Regions from separate parts of the Macaca mulatta genome. Here regions 2, 3 and 4 are each linked to region 1. The links are chromatin contacts, called in public Hi-C maps. All regions are on one chromosome and are shown on one strand. The core of a region is the stretch at or near the end of the contact, and the rest is flanking DNA. Distances in the headings are between cores, read along the strand shown. Region 1 holds the start of MANF (mesencephalic astrocyte derived neurotrophic factor). Region 2 holds the start of HEMK1 (HemK methyltransferase family member 1). Region 3 holds the start of CISH (cytokine inducible SH2 containing protein). Region 4 holds the start of DOCK3 (dedicator of cytokinesis 3).

Region 1 (3,897 bases), core at 983-3,482:
GGCTGGAGTGTAGTGGCATGATCTCGGCTCACTGCAACCTCTGCCTCCCAGGTTCAAGCAATTCTCCCTGCTTCAGCCTCCTGAGTAGCTGGGATTAGAGACGCCTGCCACCATGCCTGGCTAATTTTTGTATTTTTTAGTAGAGACGGGGTTTTGCCATGTTGGCCAGGCTGGTTTTGAACTCCTGACCTCAGGTGATCCACCCACCTCGGTCTCCCAAAGTGCTGGGATTACAGGTGTGAGCCACCGTGCCCAGCTTAAACATTTTTTTGTGGAGATGGGATTTCACCACTTTGCTCAGGCTGATCTCAAACTCCTAAGCTCAAGCAATCCTCCCACCTTGGCCTCCCAAAGTGCTAGGATGACAGGCATGAGCCACCGCACCTGGCCCACAGCTGCATTTTTCAGTGCCCTGCCTGTACTGGTAGTCAGATTCAGTCAGTGTAAACCCTGGACTCTTAACACATGCTCAGTCCAAGCTGGCAGCCACCAAATGAGTTTAAATGTCACCAGGGTTCAAACCTTTAACAGATAAGCCAGAGACTGCCAGGGAAATTAAAGTTAGAAAACCCATTGCTTCACTAGGGCTCTTGTCTTGATTTGGCCCTTGCCTATCCTGTGGGCACCCTGTCACCTTCTCCTGTCCACATACATGCCAAACTCGTTCAGGCCTCTGGGCACTCACACTGCTGTTTCCTGTATGGGATGTTCTTATCTCACTTCAATGATAACCTTTCCTCAGAGACTTCATGGCCACTCTAAATCAGCACCTAATGGTCCATTTTCTTCATGACACCCAGACACTGCATTATTTGTGTGCCTGACTGTCACTTCTTTCCCCTGATACTCCCAGTGCCCAGCACATAGTAGGTGCTTAATAAGGACTAACAGGATTAAAAAAAAATCACAGTTGCAGAATACATGCCTGCTTTGGGAAGGACATAGAAACACTTCAGTCTCACGTTAGTTTATGGAGAGTAGCTGGCTTCCTGAATAGACAGGCGGGCAAGGCCTTTTATCAAAAGGCTAGTGAAGCTGAGGGTTAACATGAGCCAGGGCCAGTTGGGGAGGGTCACCAACTACTTACCAACCGATTCTCTTTGCCTCTTGCTTCTCGGCAGAACTTTATAAGCTCGTTTTCAATAGTGGCTGGTGAGAATGTGACATCTCTGTCTTTGAGGTCCTGGTAAAATCTTCCCAGATAAGAAATACAAACTGGAAAAGAGAGGGACGGGAGATGCTCAGCAATCACCAAGCTGTTCCAATCCACCAGGAAGGAACTCCGCCAACAATTTTAATAGGAGACATGAGGATGAATCATTAGAGGTGAGCTTTTCCATCACCGATTTTTCTCAGTTGCCTACAGGTAGACGGAACCCGGTTCAAGGTGGCAGGGGTCCCCTGGTACACCCAGGTAATCAAAAGACCAAGCATCACCCAATGACCTATAAACGACTCCTCCCTGCTCCTTTCATCAAGTTTAAGCCCATGGTGAACACGTGTCCTTGAGACGGGACTCACTGTGACCTCGTAAATGGAGAGACTGGAAGGTGAGGAGAAAAACCATCAAAATGCTGCTGCTAATTTCCAAATACAACAGCGCACCCAGAGGTGCAGCTTCGTGATCCCAACAGACAGGGCGCAGCACCCACGGCCAGCCCTGGGGCTCCCGACGTCGGACGGGGAGCGGTAACCTCTGGACGGTGGTGGGGACAATAACTCAGGCGTGATGGAGATTTCAGGCCAAGTTTTCAACGGGATCTAGTCTCAACTTTTCCTCGTCGGACCAATGTTTTCTAGGCCCGGGCAAGATTTACTAGGGCGGGCGCCGAAGCCTCCTCGTGCAGGCCCCGCCGGGACCCCCCGTCGCCCCCGCCCCCGCCCTCGCCCCCGCCCTCTTGGCCCCCGCCGTCTGGTGATTTTGTGGGGTTCAGCGCCGTCGCCAGAACGGTCACGGAGCGCGGCCCCAGGCCCCCCATCCAGCACCTTCGCAGTCGCCTGGCCGCAGCGCCCGGCCGCCCGGCAGCACGCTCAGAGCCAGCGCCACCGCCAGCCCCTGCGTAGCCCACATCCTCCTCCTCCTCCTCCGCCGCTGCTGCCGCCGCCGACCGACTAAACCGCACCCGCCGCGCCGCGCCGCCTCCAAGTCCCGGCCGCGCGCCGTAGCTCCCCATTGGCGGGGGGCCCTCCGCGCCCTCCCACACGCCACATCTCCATTGGTCCATAAGCCGTGGAGCCCAGACGGGCGGCTCCACGCTACCCTCCCTCATTGGCTGGTGGTGTCTGAGCCCTAGACAGTTGTCGGCCGCTGATTGAACCCGGGCCGGCCGCAGGAAGCGGCTACAGCAGCGACGGAAGCGGCGTGGGCCACCATATTGGGTAAGGGCAGCGACTCTACTGAGGCTGGGTACCGCTAGCTGAAATGGGGTTCGCCACTGCCTTACATCTGTTGAGTTGACCCGCGTACCCCTGCTCTGGGCCCCAGGCTTGCTCGAAAAACCCTGCGGATTTCCTCGCCCGGACTCCGACTCGTGGCGCAGTTGTTCTGGGGTCAGCCAAGACAGCAGGTTAGGCAGGGAGGGCGGGCGACCGCAGGCAAGACTCAAAAGTTTCTTTCCTTTTTTCTTCTTTCCTACGCGTGGGCAACGGACCCAACCTTTGGAAGCCCATCTGCTGAACCTCCACCTGACCAGAGCCCGCCGTGCGTAGGCTGACAGGAGACGTGCGGGGTGGACGGACTGCGGGACATCCGGAGGAAGGGCTCAAGGCGCGCCAATCTCAAAGCTGGGCCGCCACTCTAGACCGTGGAGGGCAGCGCCCGGGCCGGATCATCGGTCGAGGATATGGGGTCGCCTCAGCGTGGGAAGGTGAGGGGCTCGGGAGGTGCCCTTACAAGCTCAGAAGCGTGGCTCAGTGGCTGGCCCGCCTTCTCCTGCCTCCCCGCTAGGCCTTCGGGGTCCCCTGTTGCTGAGGGGCCTCCTGAGTGGGGTCCCGGGGATCAGCAGAGAAGCACTGGAGGATGTTTCCATTTCGACTGCCCTCCTTTCAAGTGCCCCCCTGGCTTCCTGCGTTGGGGAAGGGTTGGCTCTACTCAGTGCAAAAAGGACATGTCTATGGGGCTAAAAAGGGCTTGGAGCCCGGCGACAAGGGTTGGAGAGGGGCACATCCTCCGCTCCCATTCAGTGAATTCAGTGGATCATTATCAGATATTCATCTTTAATTCACATCACAGCAGTCAAGGAAGTGGGGAAAGGGGGAAAAAATCAAGTGGCAGATATTTACATCTAAAATTCACATTACTTGTTGGATTTTGAACATGCTACCACAATATATACAGTAAAATACCTCTTGGGACAATGGTACAAATTTTGTTTCCTTTAACTTTGCTTTTCTGGTACAGGTAAGATCATTTTTAAATCACTTGTTTTCTTTAAACATGAATACACAAAAGAATGGTTAGAAGTTTTCTTGTTTTAAATAAGCACAGAATGCGTGAGGTTAAAAACACATTTATAGTGCTGAATACCAATTGGACATCACACTCTATACATTTTTTGCTCAAATTCCTGTACAAATACACAGCATTCAAATAGGTATTTACAAATAAGCTTGAAAGAATGAAAATCAGTATTTTACAATCTTCTCAAAGGGTTCTCATCTCTGGCCTCCCATTTCCCCTCAGACTGAATAATTCTCCAACAAAAGGGATTTCAGAATGTGTCCTTTTCATTCAGTTAGGGAAAATGGAAAGGGGAAACAAACGGTTTCAACTTGCATAATGCGAAGCCAAATGAACCCATACTCCCCTCCTTACCTCTTGTGCCACGAAGTGGAGAAGGTAGCTGTTCTTATGGGATGACTGCCTTGTCCAGGGATTGACGTTCAGAAGTGCCTTAA
Region 2 (3,897 bases), core at 906-3,405, 810 kb after region 1:
CCCTGGACCCAGCTGGGTGGAGATGGAGAGGTCACAAGTTCTGGTGCCCCAAAATGGCTCTGGTCCTCAGATATAGTTGGTTGCCACCCTGGGAGTGAAAGGAACCAGGAAAGCAGGTGAGCCTTGTATGACATCCCCCCTTCTACCAGTACATTGCCTGAGAATAGTTGTGCTCTTGCTGACACCCCCTTGACTCCATTTAGAGCCTCACCCACCTATCTGATCATTCTTGTCTTGGCCACTTATGTTTGTTTTTTTTTGAGACGGAGTCTCGCTCTGCCCCCCAGGCTGGAGTGCAGTGGCCGGATCTCAGCTCACTGCAAGCTCCGCCTCCTGGGTTCACGCCATTCTCCTGCCTCAGCCTCCCGAGTAGTTGGGACTATAGGCGCCCGCCACCGCGCCCGGCTAGTTTTTTGTATTTTTTAGTAGAGACGGGGTTTCACCGTGTTAGCCAGGATGGTCTCGATCTCCTGACCTCGTGATCCGCCCGTCTCGGCCTCCCAAAGTGCTGAGATTACAGGCTTGAGCCACCGCGCCCGGCCTTTTTTTTTTTTTTGAGACGGAGTCTCTCTCTGTCACCCAGGCTGGAGTGCAGTGGCCGGATCTCAGCTCACTGCAAGCTCCGCCTCCCGGGTCTACGCCATTCTCCTGCCTCAGCCTCCCGAGTAGCTGGGACTACAGGTGCCCGCCGCCTGGCCCAGTTAGTTTTTTGTATTTTTTTAGTAGAGACGGGGTTTCACCGTGTTAGCCAGGCTGGTCTCAATCTCCTGACCTCGTGATCCACCCGTCTCGGCCTCCCAAAGTGCTGGGATTACAGGCTTGAGCCACCGCGCCCGGCCTGCCACTTATGTTTTCTTCACATTTTTAGCTGGAATGGGCTCAGCCCATGGCTCAGTCTCTGCTAATAAATGGGTTGGTGGCAGGTTAGGGCACATATTTGGGGATAGGACAGATCTGTGTCTAACCTAGTGTGTGTGATCTTAAGCAAGTCATTATTTCTGAATTTCACTTTCTTAATCCGTAAGATGGGAGAAAATCACACCAAACCCATGGCAAGCAAAGCATTAGACTATGAATATCCAAGGCCTGGGAGGCAGCTCAACACACAGCAGAGACCAGATGTTACACGATCTTAACTGATGTTACAAGGGGCAGATGATTGCCTTTGATTGGGAGCTTTGAATCTGACATTTTGTGTGTACTGTCAAGGATTTATATGCTGAAAATTTCCTCCTAATTTAACCCATAATCCAGGACATTAGTGTAAACCGCCAACTAAAAAATTTACAATTTTATATTTAAAGATGTCACAAGCAAGTTTAACTGAAGGTTTAAAATCAGCGGTCCCCTTTGCTTCCAGATAAAAGTCCAAACTAGCATTTATTGAGCACCTGCTAAGTGCCACATCTTCAAATACAAGTAGGGTCCGAGAAGGGAAGCGACTTGCCCAACATCACTTAGGTAGAAACTGTCCCAGGTAAGCTGGGCACAGTGGCTCACGCCTGTGTAATTCCAGCACTTTGGGAGGCCGAAGTGGGCGGATCACGAGGTCACGAGTTCCAGACCAGCCTGGCCAGCATAGTGAAACCCCGTCTCTACTAAAGATACAAAAAATTAGCCGGGCACGGTGGCCGGCGCCTGCAGTCCCAGCTACTCGGGAGGCTGAGGCAGGAGAATTGTTTGAACCCAGCAGGCAGAGGTTGCAGCGAGCCGAGGTCATGCCACTGCACTCCAGCCTGGGTGCCAGAGAGAGACTCCGTCTCCAAAAAAAAAAAAAAAGAGAGAGAGAGAAAAAGAAACTGTCCCAGGCAAGACACGAACCCGAGAGTCCACCAGACTCCAGAAGCGGCTCTGTGCACCAGTACGCCGTCCCAGGAACCAAGGCCCGAAGTCAGAGGTGTAAATTCCCTCACAGCTACGCACTGCATTGTTAACGACCCAGACGGGGTCCCCTCCCTCCAATCCTGTTTCTCCATCTGCACTATGGAGAATGGGACCGGCCAGGTCTCCAGGCGGTTGCAGTCGAAACATCCCCTTCCGATCCCCACCTCCCGTGCATACCTGCCTGAGAGGCTCCCCACCCTCCCACCAGCCGGAGAAGCTGCCCCGTACTGAACGCCAGGACGTGCGTGGCCCGTCGCTCGCTCCCTTGGATGCCCCGCTTCCGGGGTTGGCGCATTTAAGAAAAGGCTCGGGCGGACACCGTAGCCCAGCTTCAGGGTTCCCATCGCCTGTGGGTTCCTCCCAGGAGACCCCTGCGGATGGGTGGGGAGGGTGTGAATTCCACGCCCTCTACGCCCGCAGGCCTACATGCAGGAAAGTGCGGGGGATGTGTGTGGGGTTGACCCCTGGAGACCCGGACCTGCTGGTCTTCCTTAAAATCACATCAGGGATTTGGCTCCAACCCAAGGGGATTGCTCCGAGCTGGCTTTTAGGAACCGAGCCTGGTAGGTGTGTGGGCAGAGCCCAGTAGCCTGCCGGAACGGAGGCGTGTCACCAAAGGGCCTGTGTGTTCGGGCGGGGACCAGATGTCCGGGGGCGTGGTCTATCTTAGCCGGGTGGAGCTGTGCGAAGGCGGGTTCCAGTGTTGAAGACAGGTCCAACTTTGGGGTCCAGTCCCAGTGTCGTGACCCTACCTAGGTCAGTGGCAGAGCCCACCAGGGGGCCGGCTGAGTGGCAGCCAGACCCCAGGGGCCACTCTTTTCCTGGTGCGAATCCTGACTCTATTTGGCAACTCATCAAGAGACTTTGTCCAGGTGTTGGGACCCCTCTGGACCTCAGTTGCGCCTTCTATAAAATACACGGCAGCGTCTCGCAAAGTGTGTCTTGTCAACATCCCCCCACCAGAATGTACTGTTAACTACCTTTTTTTTTTTTTTTTTTTTTTTTTGAGACGGAGTTTTGCTCTTGTTGCCCAGGGTGAAGTACAATGGCGCGATCTCTGCTCACTGCAACCTCGGACTCCAGGTTCAAGCGATTCTCCAGCCTTAGTCTCCCAATTAGCTGGGATTACAGACGTGAGCCAACACGACCGGCTAATTCTGTATTTTTAATAGAGACGGGGTTTCACCATGTTGGTCAAGCTGGTCTCGAACTCCTGACCTTAGGTGATCCATTGCCTCGGCCTCTCAAAGTGCTGGGATTACAGGCGTGAGCCACCACGCCAGGCCTTAAACTATTAAACATGCCGTTTCCCTGGATCCTTCCCAGACCGGGAGACACAGGAGCGTTCGCATTTGTACCAGGCTACCCTGTGACCCCCCACTCCTTTGAAAACCGGCGGATTAAGAGTATCTGAGGGCTCCGGAGTATCTGAGGGCTCCTTCCCTGAGCTGATCATGCTGTGGATGGAAGCTATTGTAAGGGTATATGTAGACTTGCCTGGGTCGGGGTGCCCAATAATAAATCCGCCCCACTCTCAACTTCTCTGGACGCAGATTTCCCATTTCTAGCCCGGGGTTGGAGTCATTTGCCAAGAACCCTCACACCAGAGGACCCATCTGAGTAGAAAGCCAAGGTTCACGAAGGGAAAAGTAGTTTCTTCAAGGTCACAAAGTCAGCCAGAGTTCAGTGCAGGCCCAAGGACTCCCAGTCCACTGCTCTCCCCAAGTCTCCTCTGTACATCCGCGTTTTGGGGGCGTGAGTCTGCCCTGGCACGGGTAGCTGGCAGGGGTCCCGAGGTCTGGCCTGGGAAGGACCTAGCCACGTACGGTCCCCAGCCCAACTTCAGCGCAGGCCACGCAGTCAGGGCTACTCTCTAAAAACTGCAACCAGGCTCCAGGCTCCAGGCTCCAGGCTCCCTCTAGGGGTGGAGCCAGACCCGAGCGACAAGCGAACAGTCCAATTCTGGGCGGGCTCTAGGCCCGACAGCCAATCGGGGACCGGGGGCGCGGAGCG
Region 3 (3,897 bases), core at 830-3,329, 770 kb after region 1:
AGTTTCCACACCTGTAAAGAGGAGACAATATGTGGTAGTTGTGACAATGACATGAGGCTGCAAATTGCTGAGAGTGCTTGGCACATAGTAAGTGTTCAGTTGAATAGTCATGGTGAGGGGTAAGAAGTATAGTTTTGGTAGAGAGCCTGGGATTTGGCCCCATAAGAGACCCAAGTTCAAAATTGTAACTCTGTTGCCTGGCAGCTGCAAAGTCCTTTTGTCTTCATAGTAATGAGACAGTGGACAGTTCCTACTGCCAAGTCAGTGGTCCACACAGGGGCCCCATACCAGGCTATCCAGGTATCCCACCCCTCAAGGTGGGTTATAAGGTATCCATCCCCTCTACCCTCATTCCAAGAAACTGGCTTCTGACCAACTCAGGAGGGGGCTGGCAGAGTTGCACTGATGAAGCCTGGCTTCCCTTTAGGAAATCTGCAGAGAAGTTACTGCCCTGAAGTCTGAAACTTAAACCATTTTTCCCCCAGTTTCATAGGGTTTTGCTTTCAGGTCTCTTGCCTTCTGCCATTCTGGGCAGAGCAAGCTGAGCTCTGTCTTCCCTGGACACTATCGTTCAGGCCCTTCAACACAGCCAGGGGTCTGTCATCCCTGCCCAGGATCTCAAAGCTAGCCTCCTTTCTGAGGACCCTGGGTGCACACACTGGGAGGGGGTGAGGGGTAGGGAGTGGACCTGCGACCTCTCCAAATCCCACAGTTCTTCTGGCCCAAGGATTTGGAGGAGAGTCACACAGACCCCACATAGATGCTCCACAGTGAATCCAGTGAACTGAAACAGGTGGAGAGGGTCCTGGTAGGAGTGTGGGCTTCTGATTCAGAGCTGGGATCAAGCTCTTACCCTGCCATTTCCTAGCGTTTGTTCCCTGGGGCTGTCTTCCGTCTGCATAACGGGAGCAACACCAGTTGTAGAGGATCAAATGCAGCAAGTACTCCCTGTAGATAAGAGCGAGTGTTACTACTCTGCCCCACCACCCTGCCCCAACCTCTACTACCCTGCTCCCAGATTATCTCCCAATGTTTTGAGCTGCAGGACTCTCTCTCTCAGCATTTTTTTTTTGGGGGGGGGGGCACCAACGCAGAGTCCGGGCCATCTGGGGCTGTCTCTGCTTGCTTCCTTCAATCTGTAGTCTCTTCTCCCCTGACTGGCCGGGCCGGCCAGAATTTGAAAAGTTGGGATGTGCTTTCTCCTTCAACTCTCAAAGAAAACGTTCTTGTCTGGATCTTTCTGGCTGTGGTGACCGCCAGCTTGACCCCAGTGGACCCACTCATTTCTGGAACCGTCCTCTGCACCCCACCCTGCCCTAAGTCCCGCTCCAGACCTCACCCCATGCCACCCAATCCGACACCCGACACACAGAGTCCTAGGGTCCAGGAGCGGCCGTCCCAACACCGGGCGTTTGCCCACGCCGACAGACCTCCTTGGAGGAGTCGCTAGCAGGGAGGACGAGGCCGGGACTCCGCCCCCCGCCCTGCCAGGAGTTCCACGGCGAGATAAGAGGGCCGTTCCCCAACGACGCAGAATGCCAGAAGGCAATCTGGGCGCGGGTTGCTGAGCCCGGGCCCCTCCTTAACTTTCCCCACCCGGTCTTTCCCTACTGATCTCTCCGTCCTACCCCGCTGGGTAGCGTCAGCCCCGGGTCCACGCGCTGCTATTGGCCCTCCCCGACCGCTCGGCTCCACCTTCAGCGTCGCGATTGGTCGGCTCGCAGGGCCCCGCCCCGTTTTCCTGGAAAGTTCTTGGAAATCTGTCAAAGTATTTCCTTTCACTGCCCAGGGCCCCAGACCCGGCGACTGCGCCCGCGCACCCCGCCCGGGCCCCACCGCTCAGCCTGCGGTTCTAGGAAGACGCCGCTTCCGGGAAGGGCTGGGACGCGGCAGACAAAGGATTAGGCAGCAGCTCGCCCCGCCCCTCTCGTCCGGCCCGCCCCACCTTGCCCTCGCAGGCGGTCCGCGCCACTGCCTCTCAGTCCCTGCCCTGCGCCCGCGCGCCCCGGGAGCCTACCCTGCACGCGCTCCGCGCCCACTGGTTCCTTCCCGCCGCCGCCGTCCAGCCGAGTCCCTACTCCGGAGTCGCCGCTGCCGCGGGGACATGGTCCTCTGCGTTCAGGGGTAAGCGCGGCTCTCTGCCCCCGCCTGGCCACCAAGAGGGGCGCACGGAAGAACAGGGGCCATGTGCTAGCTGCCGGGCATTGGGAGGGCTTGACGGGCCAGAGGTGACTGAGCGCGGACAGACCTCGGGAGCGAGGCTCTGTGTGGGGCTGTGACACTCCTACTCCCCACCCCCACACACTCACCTCAATTCCCACTGTGGATTGGGAAACCGGGGGCTGGCTGGCTACAGGAGGAACTTACGGGGTGGGCTCAGCCTGGGTTCTCACTGGAGCAAATGGACACCAACGGCAGGGCGTCCACCAAGATGTGGCCAACAATCCCAGATCTTCTTCTGGGCCCAGAGCACTCTACACTAGCCTGCCGGCTGCCCTGCCTGCTAGTAACCTTGGACCAGCCCCTGGCCCCCTCTGTCCTGGTGTCCCCTCTCCTGTCCCAGGCTAGCAAATAGGCTCTTTTTTCTTTTTTGGGAAGACAGCCCGAGATCCTTGCCTTTCCTCAGTCTGGCACCTGATGGTCAGCAACTCTTGGGAGCAACCCTTTCAACCAAAGGGTCTGATGCTGGCCATGGTGATCTGACAGGAGCTCAGGGAGCTCCAAGGAGAGAAGAAGAAGGTATAAATGGGTGTTCTGCACTCAGGGAGAACTGGGTGGCTGTGCTTATCACAACTGGCCTGGTGCCAAGTGAGGGAGGGTGGAAGGTGAGGCCAGGGAAGAGGACATGAAGGTGCTGGGAAGACTACTTCTCCCTTGCTGTCTCCAGCAAGTTCCTTCCTCCTGTCTGCATTCGGGGACTCCTGAACACCTGCTCCACCACTACCTTCCTCCCCAGGAGCCTCCCCCTGCATTCTGGGGTCCCATAGGCTCTTTTACTTTTTACCCTAGCTAAGCACCCCCTTATAAGCTCAGGGCCAGTGTTGGGTGTCGGGGAACAAAGTTTTTAACAGACTGCTGGGCTCCAAAGCAGGCACACACATGTACCTAGAATACACCAGCCACTGTCCCCACCATGATGACACAGCCATGGACACACCCCTGCCCAGGTACACAGTCACTCACCAGGAGCTTGTGGTGATCAACACAGCTATTCATACACCCAGCTACCACGTCAGCCCCAGAGGTGCCCACACCCACAGGTGGAATCTGTCTGAGGACCGGCTAAGCTATCTGGACATGGCCACCCACAGAGGTTCCAGCCTGACTGGCTAGCCACCAACCGTGCCCCTGGGAAGGTAGCTCTGGGCTCCAGCAGGCAGGTCATCTCAAAATTTGGCCTCCAGTTCTCCAAGAGGGATTTCCGAGCTCCCACAGTACAGCCAGGGTATGTGTGGAACAGTTTTTAGCAGTCTGTGGTGTGCCAGAGTTGTGTGGCCTTTCTCACTGTGAGTGATCATAGGGCCATGATTTATTAGAACCTAGAGCGTCACCTATAACCTACACAGGAGTCAGGTCTGGCTCCTGCTACCGGCTCCTGCCTACCCCTCCCTGCCTCACAAGCAATACTGGCGCTGTTTGCCCATGCTGTCCTCTCTGCCTGGGGTACCTTCCCCCAGCTCCTTCCTTTGTCCTGGAAGACTCAGCTCAGGAGCAAGCAGACCCTGACTCCCCCACAACACCTGCAGTTTTATGACTTTGCATTATAATTACTTAGTGCCATCTTCCCCAGCCAGTCTGGTTGTCCTTGAGGGAAAGGCCATGGTTTCATTATCTCAGTGTCCTGAGGCCCAGCCAGGGACTAGACCCAGAACTGAGGCTTGGAGATGTATTTTGCAA
Region 4 (3,897 bases), core at 1,028-3,527, 700 kb after region 1:
CACAGCTGCTATGAAAACGTCTTCAGTGTAACTGTCTCTCTCATTTAGCAAGCATTTAAGCTCTGCCCTGAGCCCAATGCAGTGGCCTCCCAAAGGGAGTAACAATTTTTCTAAAGCTAAACACACAGTCCTAGGAATGCAAGAATTCCGTTGCATCTTGCTGGGTAAATCACACACCAAATCCTAGTGCTTTCAGATTCACATGTACCTATCTTGATTACCTTGCATTGGCTCTGTCTCAGAACTAACACACTTAGTGTTATTAGTCTAAATACTAAGGGGAAAAGAAGAAACCAACGCTTATTAAGCATTCCGCATGTTCTCATTTCACTTTCACAACCCTGTAAGATAGGTAAACATTATCCCCAATTTATACATTAAGAAAATGATGTTAAATTACTTGCCCACACCACCAGTAAAGAGAAGCTAGGACTCTGAATTCCACTTTGTTCACTATTCAAGGGCTCCTCCCCACCCCAAAAAAAGGGCTCCTCTCCCCTCCAAAAAAATCAATCATGGGGTGCCACTGGAGAGTTGACCACTCACATTGATTACTTGTTATTCTAGTTCAGCAGTTCTGGGAGCGAGTTATGGAGAAGATAAACCACCAATTCCTCATTTCACAGAATCAATTCAGTATTCAGGGAATACTCTAAGGGGTAAAATGTCCTTAGAGGTGAATCCTAGCTCTTCGCATCATTTCCCAATTCCTTCTCAATAGAGACTCTAGGACCAGAGCTCCCGTTATCACCTCCACCCTAGCATAGCTAATTGTTTCACAAAGTTTCCTTTTAAAACAAGACTTTCTACCAGAATAGAAGACCTCTCTGCTGGTCCTCAAATTTAAATAAATTTCATTTTCACACGATAACCTGCCTAATAGCATTCCAAAACACTCGTTACCACCGCAGTTTCAAGTTATTTGGTAGTGAACTGTGAACTAAATCTTGACTAAATTGCAGTAAAGACGGGAAACAAAAATCTGTTTAGACAGATTTCCTATCTAAAATTTTCCACTACGAGCTTAGGAAAAATAAAACCTGTACACTCAACATTTTAAATCTGTTTCTAACTGAACAAGATGATAGGTGATGCAATGAGGCTTAACTCTTATCATGTAATTGACACAAAAAACTAAAATTGTAAAACATTCAATACTTTAAATTACTGAATATTCTTTTTAAAGAAGTAGATTACTGTAAGAGTTATTTAGCTTCTGGAGTTTAACACTTATAACAGATAAAAAAAGGTTTCTAAGAGGAATAGGGTCTCAACTGAAAACAGGTTAAAAAAAAAACCCGTGTCTATAAAACATCTAAACATTGATACATGTCCAAAAACATTTCCCATTGTAAAGTATTATTTCTAATACTAACGGCAAAACAAAACAGATCAAACATTTGCAGTCAAATGTCCAAATTTTTGAACTGAGAAAATGATGTCAACGTTTTTCATCCGTTTAAGGTTCCAGACCAAAAATAAACAGCCACCGGGTTCATCAATTCAGGTGCGGAAACTCATTAAAATTGAGCTTCTGGAGCGAAAAAAACATATTACCAGAATTTGGCTTCTCGGGTAAAATTGCCCCGTGGCCCACACCAGAAACCTCGGGCAACTGCCCGGGCCTTGCCCACCCCTCCCGCGGGCCGCACCTGCCAAGGCCGCACCGCCAGCGCCCCCTGCCGCCCTCTCTGCAGAGAGACCCGCGCCCACCCCCGCACCCGCACCCGCACCCGCACCCGCCCCCACCCCGCGCTAGCCCGGCGCCGAGGCCGCGCAGCCTGCGGGCAGGGGCGGGGGCGAGAGGATGCGAATCCAGGCGGGGCCGGGAGCTGGGCGCGTCCCTCAGAACCCCAGGCAAGACCAGGCCGGAGCCTCACCTACCTACGCCGTATTTCTCCTCCTCCGTGGGGGTCCACATGACCGTGCCGGGCGCGGCCCCGCGGGCGCGGCAACCGGGCGACAACGCGGCGGGGACGGCCGCGGGCCCGGCTGTGGCGCACCGCGAGTCGAGGCGGGGACGGTCAGGCGGCGCGGGGCAGTGGGCGGCGCATCCCTCACAGGCCGTCCGGGATGCCGCCGCCACCCCCTCCACGTCTGGACCGCGAGGCTCCGCGGGTGGCCCAGCAGCCCCTGGCGGCGCGGGCGAAGGCTCGCCACCTGTCCTTCGCCGCTGCTCCCGTGCCGCCGCTTGCTTCCTCCCAGCTCCGCCGCCGGGCTCCCGGCGCCGCCGCGGCTCGGCTCGCCCCAGCGGGCTCGCAGGACGCCCGCGCATGCGCCACTCCCTGCCGCGCAGGGGCTCGCGCTGCCCGGGCTCGCGCCGTCCCGAGCCCGCGCGCGAATCCACGCGCCGCTGCTGCGCGCCAGCAGAGGGAAATCCGCGAGAAGCGATTGGACTGTCCGGCCCCGGACTGGCTTTCTCGCTGGTCTGGGGCCCTCAGCTGCAGCAAACTACGGAGGGGGCGAGGCCGGTCAGGTGGGCGACTCCCTCTACCCAGACTCCAGACTCGCTTCCGCTTCCAATGCCTCCTGCCTGCGCCCGGAGATGGCCAAAGGCCTCCTGCTCGGAGAGGGGAGATCTGGAAAAGGAGGAGACGACACCATTTTCAGACCCATCCCAGTGTCACCCACAGTGCTGTCGGAAAGGTCCCCGGAGCCACCCTGTGCATTCCCAGGGTCCGCAGGGTGGAGTCGCCACGAGGGAACTAGGTGGGGTGCACTCGTGGCCGTCTCTCCTGGATACCCTCTGGGCTGAGGCCGCTGACACCTAGGTTCTTGCTTCTCTAAGTTGGCCTGAGTGGTGAATGTTTGGGGCCAGAATAATCACAGCTGCCTTGCTAGTAAAGAAGCACTTCATTGGGCCCTTCAGGTTCCTACCCAGGACACGGCCTCTGCTGCTCCTGGGTGTCTGCCTCCCTTGGGGCCCTAAGTACAGGCTCCTACGGGAAACTCCTCCTCTCTCTCCTCCCTAAGAATCCATTCATTCTGATGCCTGTAAATGTCACCTTGTGACCCCCAAGTCAACCACTTACCAAAGGCCATGAACTGCAGAACTTCTCCTTTACACCTACATTTGGACCACATGCCCTAATCCCAGCAGATTTGCCCATCTCTGTCACTAGCACTACTAAGTCAAAACCCTAGTGTCATCCTTCACTAGCGCTCTCAGACACCCCCACAACCTTCAAAGTCCAGCTCAGCCCCTCACCTCCAAGAAGCCTGCCCTGACCCATAGGCTCCTTTCCTTCTTTGTCTGGAATTGGAGCTATGTTCAATTTGTCTTATTTCCCTTATAAGACTGTCAGCTCCCAGAAGGCAAGCTCCAGGCTAAAATCATCTTTCTAACCCCTCACCACCAACCCAGCACCTGGTGTATAGTTGTTGCATGGGAAGCCAGACTAGTACAAGAATATCTTGTAATCAACAGATCTTGATTCTTCCTTCAAAGTGTCATTATTGGTAACTCCTCCCAGGCCTGATTGTGCTCTCCTGGGTTATGGCCACCCCTTTCCACCTTCCGATCTTTAGGCTCCTCCCCTCACTAATCATAGCTGCCCACTCCTGCCCAGAAAATGTCTGTTCTGTGAATGATAGAATTTCTCAATAGCCAGATACACTTCTATTTAGGGGTAGCAGGGATGTCCAACAACATAACGAAAGAGCTAACCGTCCGAGAAGACAGACCCCTCCCCAGTGGCCACCATGGAAGTATACTATGGAATGAAGCCACATTCTTACAGAACTCTCCAGGGAGCTAGTCAACAAGTGGGGCTGAGCTACGCAGGCCTTCGGGGAAAAACCTTAAAGCTCTTATTTCATCCTCTAAGTTCACTCCCTTGTCTGCTGTATGTGATGACAGTCACAGAGCCTAGGGCCAGTTTTTCCAAAGTTTATACT

What was found. Hi-C and Micro-C count contacts between places; a contact is called where the count stands out from the background.
Region 2: a contact with region 1 is called in a Hi-C map of blood, with 8 times the contacts expected there. The contact joins the promoter of HEMK1 here to the promoter of MANF in region 1. A contact is called at or near these places in 2 of 14 Hi-C or Micro-C datasets (blood and liver).
Region 3: a Hi-C map of fetal cortical plate shows a contact between it and region 1, with 4 times the contacts expected there. The contact joins the promoter of CISH here to the promoter of MANF in region 1. A contact is called at or near these places in 6 of 14 Hi-C or Micro-C datasets (blood, cortical neurons, fetal cortex germinal zone and 2 more).
Region 4: a contact with region 1 is called in a Hi-C map of fetal cortex germinal zone, with 3 times the contacts expected there. The contact joins the promoter of DOCK3 here to the promoter of MANF in region 1. A contact is called at or near these places in 2 of 14 Hi-C or Micro-C datasets (fetal cortex germinal zone and fetal cortical plate).

Annotation. Positions count from the first base shown.
Region 1 is chr2:114,855,900-114,859,796 of T2T-MMU8v2.0, reverse strand. MANF (mesencephalic astrocyte derived neurotrophic factor) reads right to left here and starts at 2,232. Exons shown (of 5, transcript XM_015130831.2): 1 at 2,187-2,232; 2 at 1,987-2,184; 3 at 1,088-1,215. The coding sequence starts at 2,217. It overlaps LOC114676355 (a long non-coding RNA gene), which reads left to right and starts at 2,652. Exons shown (of 2, transcript XR_003727309.2): 1 at 2,652-2,867.
Region 2 is chr2:114,045,140-114,049,036 of T2T-MMU8v2.0, reverse strand. HEMK1 (HemK methyltransferase family member 1) reads right to left here and starts at 2,155. Exons shown (of 11, transcript XM_077992941.1): 1 at 2,062-2,155; 2 at 1-88. All of the region lies in intron 1 of RASSF1 (Ras association domain family member 1), which reads left to right. It also overlaps a transcript of C2H3orf18 not described here.
Region 3 is chr2:114,089,341-114,093,237 of T2T-MMU8v2.0, reverse strand. CISH (cytokine inducible SH2 containing protein) reads left to right here and starts at 2,079. Exons shown (of 3, transcript NM_001258075.1): 1 at 2,079-2,124. The coding sequence starts at 2,105. It also overlaps a transcript of MAPKAPK3 not described here.
Region 4 is chr2:114,155,183-114,159,079 of T2T-MMU8v2.0, reverse strand. It overlaps DOCK3 (dedicator of cytokinesis 3), which reads right to left and starts at 2,277. Exons shown (of 54, transcript XM_077992951.1): 1 at 1,885-2,277. The coding sequence starts at 2,275.